Regions from separate parts of the Bombyx mori genome. Here region 2 is linked to region 1. Evidence: chromatin contacts called from public Hi-C data. All regions are on one chromosome and are shown on one strand. Each heading gives the region's core, a stretch centred on a gene start, on an enhancer-like site or on the middle of the called end of the contact. The rest is flanking DNA. Distances are from core to core; before and after follow the strand shown. Region 1 has its middle 16 kb from the start of A1. Region 2 overlaps LOC105842604.

What was found. A called contact is a pair of places that touch in the nucleus more often than the background predicts.
Region 2: a contact with region 1 is called in a Hi-C map of posterior silk gland, with 3 times the contacts expected there. The contact joins two enhancer-like sites. A contact is called at or near these places in 5 of 7 Hi-C or Micro-C datasets (middle silk gland, midgut, posterior silk gland and 1 more).

Annotation. Positions count from the first base shown.
Region 1 is chr28:119,906-124,529 of ASM3026992v2, reverse strand. No RefSeq gene overlaps it. Among protein-coding and RNA genes, the nearest start is that of A1, 16 kb to the right of the region's middle. Within about 2 kb of position 2,254, at least 3 of the 8 cell types and tissues checked have open chromatin away from gene starts, as enhancers often do.
Region 2 is chr28:219,021-223,819 of ASM3026992v2, reverse strand. It overlaps LOC105842604, which reads left to right. Exons shown (of 16, transcript XM_062676758.1): 14 at 701-798; 15 at 1,634-1,743; 16 at 2,224-2,396. The coding sequence ends at 2,302. Among protein-coding and RNA genes, the nearest start is that of LOC105842604, 14 kb to the left of the region's middle. Within about 2 kb of position 2,614, at least 3 of the 8 cell types and tissues checked have open chromatin away from gene starts, as enhancers often do.

The DNA of each region.
Region 1 (4,624 bases), core at 1,005-3,504:
TTGCACAGAGCATACGTCTTCTTGCTTGTACTGTCGCTCTGTCAACCTTCAGTTGGGGAGCAGGCTGACCTTTATCCTAAGAAATGGGCATATTATATGGCATTTACTATCAGACGAGTTTTTTTTTTTATTGCCTTTGTAGGCAGACGAGCATACGGCCCACCTGATGGTAAGTGGTCACAGTCGCTCATGGACGTCACCAATGCCAGGGGCAGAGCCAAGCCGCTGCCTACCGTAAAAAAAAAGACGAGTTGCTAGCTCGTCATAAGCAACGTACCCCACCTGGTATCAAGGACTACAGGATTCGAACGTAAGTGTCGCCGAGCACCTGCCGAGAACACGATAGTTTCACGGATATAATCATGACCCAGGGTGGCGACACTAACAGAACTTGATACTGCTAGGTACTACCACGGCCACCCGGGTGTGAGCATGGAGTTGTACACCCGTAGCTACTGACCCGCCCTGGCGGACTTACTATTCATCATTAGGATACTTTCACCTAAACAAGCATTGCTTGGTCAAGCCAAATGCTTCTTTAATTTTAATTGCGTCGATTGATGAACGAGCTCACGTTCTACCTGACGATAAGTGGTTACCAGAGCCCACAGACATCACAACGGGAATTAGTAACGGCCCACATGAGACAAATCTCAATCGATCTGTTAATAATTCAGTTAAGGTATATACGAGTGTATTGGTTCTGAATCAGCGGGATATCCTGGATACCAGTGACATCGCCCGGTCGCTGTATTGCGGAGACCGGCATCTTTTCCTGAATCAGCGGGATATCCTGGATACCAGTGACATCGCCCGGTCGCTGCATTGCGGAGACCGGCATCTTTTCTCTGGCGTCGTTATTACTGGTGGTGGGACCTCTTGTGAGTGCGCGCGGGTAGGTACCACCGCCCTGCCTAATTCTGCCGTGAAGCAGTAATGCGTTTCGGTTTGAAGGGTGGGGCAGCCGTTGTAACTATACTTGAGACCTTACAACTTATATCTCAAGGTGTGTGGCGCATTTACGTTGTGAATGTCTATGGGCTCCAGTAACCACTCAACACTGTGGTGGGCTGTGAGCTCGTCCACCAATCTAAACCATAAAAAAAGAAAGAAAAAGTGTTCGGTCGTGACGCTGCGAGTCTGGTTGTAGTGTAGTGTTGATCGCGAAAAAAGCCCTACTTTGCCTGGGACTCCGAGCAGAGATCGGACGTCAAATGAGAGAGTAAAATAGGAGTCGCTTAGTGCGGTAGAGCCCTAAAAATATCCTTGGGCCCGCGGTCTGCTTCCAACATCTTTAGATCGTCAGATCCCACATACACCGCGTGCCCCCGAGGCGGGGAAACCTCGCAGAAGGTTCGACCCCTTGCACGAAAAAAAAAGTATGAATTTAAACTTTATTAGAAAAGCCAACATTATACAAATAAATACCTACTTAAATGTCTCAATAATATCGGTTCACAAACAAACAGAAGTATGTCCAGATTTGAATGGAATTAGGCAATCACCTTTAACGACCATAAGAAAATGTTTTTTTTGTTCTACCTGTGCTGATAGCCTTGAGAGGCTATTTCAGCTTCGCCCTAAGATGTAGGTGAGCTCACGGGGCTCAAATCGGAGTAGTGCTAACACTGACCCTAACAAGAGCAGTGCTTCGCAGAATCTAACACCGGATCGGAAACGCGACCCACTGAGAAAATCCGGCGAGAAACTCTGTGGGCAAAGTATTTATTTACCGACAAACACTAATTTTTTTTGTGATAGAAATTTATAAATATATGAACAGTAATTGAATTAGCATATATGTATAGAAATATTAGATTAGTGTTTTGTTTGATTAGCGAGCTCACGAGAGGCCCGCATTAGCGAGTCTGACGTACGACCGCTCGTTAACCGACGATGTTAACTTTGATTTAACACATTCATTGTACAGTGCAACCCGCCCTTCTTATTTTTCATCGTGTGCTATCTGATTTAAAACTATAATGGGACTAAGTTTGTTAAGAAATTAGTTTTTACATTGCCTTAACAGGAAAGCTCCAGTTTGGGCACGATCCGTATTTCTTTCATTTTTACGGGAAGTGGTGATAGGTAAATGTTTATTGAGAACATTTGCCCGGCCCTCCTCCCCGCCTCCTGTCCGTACGCGTCACAAATAGAACCAGTCGTAAACTTGAAGCAGCAACAGCTCAATATACTGTTGAACATAGTAGCCGGCCGCGGAGTACGCGCACGTAATGAATATTGAATACTCGTCTAGCATTCGTTACGTTAACGGTCGGTGGTCACGTGACGCGGCCGCCGCGACGCTAATGAGCCAAATGAATAATTTGTACCATTCATCTTTTTATTTTGAAGCGTGGTCGCGGCGTGGCCGCAGGAAGTCGCTACGAAAACCGGTAAATTTTATCATGTATAATAGGTACTGGTGGTTGAAATGAATTGAGATACAAAAACAGTATCATACCGTTCTGTTGCGTTCAAGTTGGGAGCGTGGGTGACCACTCACCATCAGGTGAGCCGTGTGCTAGTTTGCCTACAAGGGCAATAAAAAATACCCAATGCAAATTTAAAAATAAAAATAACATTACATAAGGAACACATAATATAACACATAATGCAGGTTGGATACGACCAATTAGCGACAGTCCTAGGGGATGCCTAGGACTGTCGCTTTCAAGTCATGACGTACAGTTGTTTCGTGGCAGAAATAGTTAAGACGATAAATACAAATTCCTATTATTTCAAAGCAGAACTCAGATAGAATCTACTATTTTCTCAAAGATAAACGTGCTTGGAATGTCAGAACGAATGATTAGTGTGATACAAATATATTTTAATGTTTTGTGTAAGCGCCATCTATTGACGAGTGGCAAAATTAAAAATTAAACAATTTTCAGATCTTATACATTCACTTTATTTTAGATATAGTAGTATTAAAGTATTTTACAGATAATCGTACTTTTATGAATGGTATTTTTGTTGCTGTCTTCTTCGGTTTTAGCACGTCTGAGACTGATTCAAACCACCCTTTACGATAAAATTATGCATTTCTTCTGCCATTTTTACTATTCCTTACGTTTCAAACGTTTCAAACATACGTTTCAACACACTTCTCTTGGTCAGGACCAGTCAGGACGACTGGAACCTTCTTTCATGGTCGACTGTTATACTCGTTTATTGCGCTAGTCACCGTCTAATTTTATAAAAATTTCTTTAAATTTCAATGAATTAACTCATTATTACAATAAAGGCACGCGTAATCATAAATATTTTTTTAATATTTAATATACACATAAATGAATAAAAACAATTTTTTATGTTCACCCAATTGCATTCAATTAATATCAATACAATTCTTTAACTCAGATAAGAAATCTCTATTAAAATAATTTACTTCGTTAGTTCCGCTACTAGCCGTCGGGGTTCTACCGTCGCGTCTGGATTTTAATTACGGTCGCGGCCCGGGGCGGCGCGCCGCGTCACAATTTGCAAGTCAAAGCCGCTGAAAAAACCCTAAAACAGCCGACACACAGCCCTTTGGCATTCCGACGGATTATACAACCGTGGAGATGCTGTGTGAGTTTAAAGAGTCGTGTTCTAAATCATCTTAAGTATGTGTAAGTAGGTGTAAACGGTAGGCAGTGGCTTGGCTCGGCTCTTGGTATTGCTGAAGTCCATGGGCGACGGTAACCACTTACCACCAGGTATGCCGTCTCGCGTGGCCGTATGCTCGTCTGCCTACAAGGGCAATAAAAAAAAAAGGTGTATGATGTTCAACTTCGCCACGGTTCTTAGATCTATTGGAATAGTTCGTTCTGTTACAATCAGTGGGTGAAGTTGCGATGTCTTCAGGAGATTGAGAAGTAATCGTTTGTTGGCACTATAGTTAACTTCAAGCGTTCAAGTAGTCATAGAAATAAACAACCGGCTGAGCCGTATCTAGATGATTTGAACTCAAACTCTTTGGGAATAGATAACTCTGTTTTATATCAGTGTACTTGATAACAAACGTTTTAATTTTAATGAAATGATGAATACTAACAAACGTGGTGGATGATGTCGATCACGAGTCGGTGCTGTGTCCACTGCACAAGCTTCACAGGTACTTCCTTGGGGTTCGTACCGGTTTTAGTCCAATTACAACCGAACCGATTTATCGATACGTCGTTTACCAATTATTTACCTAGTATGATATAACCTTTTACCCTTGAACCTGATATAATTTGCCTCGTCTAAATTCATATTAAGAAAACATATATATTTGTCGTCTCCACGGCATTCATTAGGCTATCCGAACTCTCGCGGAGGTGAATTTCGTTAAGACTCATTTGTTTTGTAGTAATTGTGAGATATGAGCGTCCCTGCTCCCCTACCCCCCTCCCCCGGCCCCCCCCGACACGCCCCGCGACCTTATTGCGTTCATTATCTCTTTAAGCAGACATTCTATTCTACGATCACAAAATTTCAATATGAGTTACCACCCGTTCAATGTAATGCTAATTACTAGGCTCCACTTCGTTTCGTGGTAACGGTGAAACGGGAGCTATAGGTAATAAAATGTTAGCTCTCATCTGGATGCTTAGTCATAATATTAATTATTCTAAATCAAAGACGAATATAATCA
Region 2 (4,799 bases), core at 1,365-3,864, 99 kb before region 1:
CCATGCACCTGATTGACTTGAAACTTGGTATCCATGTAGAAAATACATGTAATTAATGGATATTGATATGAGTGTTGGAGTCACTACACCAGTTGTGGGGGCGTTAATGATGAGAATCTTTGTGGGGGTGAGAAATAATAATGTTAATTTTAAATGCCCAGTGAAACGGAGGGGTACAACTAGTACTTTATAAAATCATTTGCACTTTATACTACACAAATTGGATGGTGTAGTGGAATAAAGCAATACTTCCTCAAGTATTTTACAATTAATTTTATTTCTCGTCTTAACAACGGAACGTCTTACCTCTGACACTTTTTCTTGACAACTCACAGACAATGACATAGTAAATACATAGATTAAACTAAACTATTCCGACATGCCCTTTACAAATATTAACTCACCTACACTTGGTTAAAGAAGCCATAGGAACAAACGATGTATTTTCAAACCTAAACATCAGCCCGCTGAGTTTTTCGCCGGATTTTCTCAGCGGGTCATTCGCGAAGCAGCTAGACTTGAGTTGTTAGGTCTCGCTTGGAGGCGCTCGAGTAGTTGTTCGCAAATCCCATCCCTCCTGGCTGAGCCCTTGCTCGCGTCCACTTGTCCTGGTGAAATTGGAAAAGCCTCCGGCCCACAAGTAATCTCTCAAATAAAAACACAAATAAACGACGTCTTTAATCGGTAACATCCGTCACAGGTCTGGAAGGGATATTAGAGAAGAACTTCGTCTTGATGCAGGGCTTGAAACACGACTTGCACAAGAAGCTGGCTGAGCTGAGCGACCGAAATGAATCCGTAAGTAGAATGAGGAGGCGAGTGCGCGCGCACTCCGGACCCACGGGAAGCCGCTGGAGCCAACCCATACTGCATGACATTGGTGGCAACTCTCCCTGACAACTTTACGGTGATGCTAGCCTAAAAATACGGTAGATTACGGTAACTTTTTAATTATTAAATTCGTTAAAACACGTCATACTTCATTCTCTCACTTAAATCAAGTGACTCTATAATCTACTGGACTTCAAGGATCCTCTGAGCTACACGGGGCGTGAATATTAAGTTTAGAGATGTAGGTCTTTTTTCAGTTACAGATGTACCTACAATTTTAGTTGTAAAAACTTAAAATGACATTCAGCAGCTGATGGTCTAGAGCCTCGACTGTATCTTTTCCTAAATTCAACCGCAGACGGTGACGTTATTCGTGAAAAATATTTTCTAAATTCTTTTTACGGTACTTTCCTACAGAATACGTATATAATATTCGATTTTTTTTTAATTCGATCGCCGAAGTGATGTGAGGTTCCATCCGATATAACGTATTCTGAGGCGGCAGTGCTGCTGAATTACAACACACCAACAAGACAACAGCATAGGAAAACAAAACGAGTACTTTGTGCACGCACACAGGGTCAACGGACCCGACGCGAGGGGCGCCCGAAGTCGCCTCTGTTTTTCTGCAAACTTCTTACTTTGGGCAATTTGCTGCGCATTCTAATTGCCCTTTTTCGTGTAATTATGTAAACTAGTGTAAATATTAATAAGACCTAATTTAACATAATTTTAAAACTATAACCAATTGAGCGTTTGGCAACCCTATTCATTAATGCTTTAAACGTGTTATTGTTACCAGATGTCCAGTGCGGTGAACATAGGAGCTCCATACCTGGCTCTGAAGACGTACGAGCCCTCGGCCGTGGAGCGAGCCGAGGATATTATTGAAGCATATAAAAGAGTGCTTAAGTACGTCTACCACATACTTCATCTTTACTGTGCCGCATCGACAACCAATAGTCGGCAATGAGGAAAGTATTCGTTGTCCACCTGCTGTCTTGCCCCTTTTATGTGCTAGTTCAGTGATCAAAATTAGACAAACAGTCATCAAAAACTCAAAGTATAGATTTATTTCAAGTTTCACTTTTATCTTCTGTAATTCATGTCTTGGTAAAGTGACAACCTAAAAAAGTTTATTTATTTCTTATATAGCGCCATCTGTTAGTAATATATGAAACAAAAAAGGTTTTTAAAACATAGTTTTAAATTGTCAATATTAAAAACTACATTTTTTTTCAAATTTTCAGCTGCAACTTGTTAAAATTATTTTTGTTTGTTGATACAAATCTGTAGACCGCAACCTGAACAACGTCATCCACATTGCGACAAAAAAAAAGAAAATTAGACAAATTATATTCTACATGAAATATCTTATTCATGTAATTTCAGATTTATTCCCTCCAGTACGACGATAACTCCTACTGCCAGCCAGTCTTCCACTCCAAGGAACAGTAAAGAAACCAAGTGAAATGATGTTTAACTTTAGAGAAAACAAATAGCCCACTTAGGTTTAAAATATTATATGAAAATCCGGTACAGTTTATAATAAAAACAAAAGATTAGATGTCTATTTTTATTTAGCATTTATTCTACAATACACTAATATAAATAAACCTTAATTAAATAAATAATATTGGATGATCTTTGTATTATTCATTTATAAAAGTAAAATTTCTTTTTAACACATAAAATATATTTTTTCCGACATCAACTAAACGTTCTTGCTGCCATCTAGCAGAAATAACAGTAACTACATAGCTTTTGTCTGAACCAGTTTATGCTTCTATCCTGATACGATCTTTGTGTTTTTATAAAAAATTGGGTTATTTTTCATACAATAGACTTTGTATCTTCTCAAATTACGTATAATATAAAATCACTGCTATGTGACTCTTTTAAGTAATAAATTACGAGACTTCAATTTTAAGAGTATGTACAAACCAAGTTTCATATTGCTACTCAGCGATAGATGGCGCTAGACGCATCATTTAAAGTAATGATTAATATAGAAAAACCAAGAACATTTTATGAACTGTGAAACATTCGTAGTATTTATTATTATTCACTACAATTTAAAATTACGCGCCACTATTATTCTAGAAGATAATATGCTAGGGGTGCTCATTAAAAACTGATAATGAGTAACTTTGCATGGGGAATGCTCTGAGGAATTATTCGAGATGATTCCCTCATCTCCTTTTTATCATCGCACCTCCCGCCATCGGAGCAGAGTTCATCCATATTATCTGGAACCACTGCGTTCATCGACAGTGCGTTTCCAAAGATCTTTTTTGCCACGTACCATCCGGCTTTGGAATGAGCTCCCCTCCACGGTGTTTCCCGAGCGCTATGACATGTCCTTCTTCAAACGAGGCTCGCGAAGAGTTCTTTATGGTAGGCAGCGGCTTGGCTCTGCCCCTGGCATTGCTGACGTCCATGAGCGACGGTGACCACTTACCATCAAGTGGGCCGTATGCTCGTCTGCCTACAAAGGCAATAAAAAAAAATAAAAATAAAAAACACGCAATTATTTTTTATGTGTTGTTATTTTAATTTTAGTATTTAATTTTAATTCTGTTGAATATGGAAGATGTTCCATTAATTCGAAGTCAGCTTCTTGAATGGCAGCCGTCGCAACTCTGGACTTATCTTGGTGTTACTTGGTGAACAAAACTTTAGAGGGTTTGCCACGCTTTTACTTGTGTTTTTTTTATTGCTTAAGTGGGTGGACGAGCTTATGGCCTACCTGGTGTTAAGTGGCTACCGGAGCCCATAGACATTTACAACCTAAATGCCGCCATCTACCTTGAGATATAAGTTCTAAGGTTTCAGTATAGTTACAACGGCTGCCCTTCAAACCGAAACGCATTACTACTTCACGGCAGAAATATGCAGGGTGGGGCTACCCGCGTGGACTCACAAGAGGTCTTACCATCAGTAATTACGCAAATTATAATTTTGCGGGTTTGATTTTTATTACACGATGTTATTCCTTCACCGTGGAAGTCAATCGTGAACATTTGTTGAGTACGTATTTCATTAGAAAAATTGGTACCCGCCTGGGATTCGAACACTGGTGCATCGCTCAACACGAATGCACAGGACCTCTTATCCCTTAGGCCACGACGACATCAGATGTCGCTTTAGGCAATAAGAAAGACGGCGAATGAATGCGGAACACATAGTTTTATTTTTTAAGTGAGAGGAGGGTAGTTACCGGTCGCGACGGCAAAATTAAATAGACTTGTTGTAACTCTGAAGACGTAAGATGTTTATATTTTAGTTAAATAGATTAAGAAAGACGTAATTAAATCAAGTTTGCGTGAAGCCATCGACCGTTTCACTGGCCCAGCTTGAATAGAAAACCCCACAGCTATTTAAAAGAAAACTTAAATAATCAACTTGTGTAAATGTGCATTTTCTCCAATTTTAAATCCGTGAGTCCAGCGGATACATTTTTTATTTTTTTATTTTATTGCTTAGATGGGTAGAACGAGCTCACAGCCCACCTGATGTTAAGTGGTTATTGAAGCCCATGGACATCTACAACGTAAATGCGCCACCCACCTTGAGATATAAGTTCTAAGAGCTCAGTATAGTTACAACGGCTGCCCCACCCTTCAAACCGAAACGCATTACTGCTTCACGGCAGAAATAGGCAGGGCGGTGGTACCTATCCGCGCGGACTCACAAGAGGTCCTACCACCAGTAATTACGCAAATTATAATTTTGCGGGCTTCACTTTTATTACACGATGTTATTCCTTCACCGTGGAAGTCAATCGTGCATTTGTTGAGTACGTATTTCATTAGAAACATTGGTACCCGCCTGCGGGATTCGATCACCGGTGCATCGCTCAACACGAATGCACCGGACGTCTTATCCTTTAGGCCACGACGTCTTCAAATATATCTACGTGCTACTCGTCCGTTTCGGTACTATTACTAATTTTACATTAACGTTTA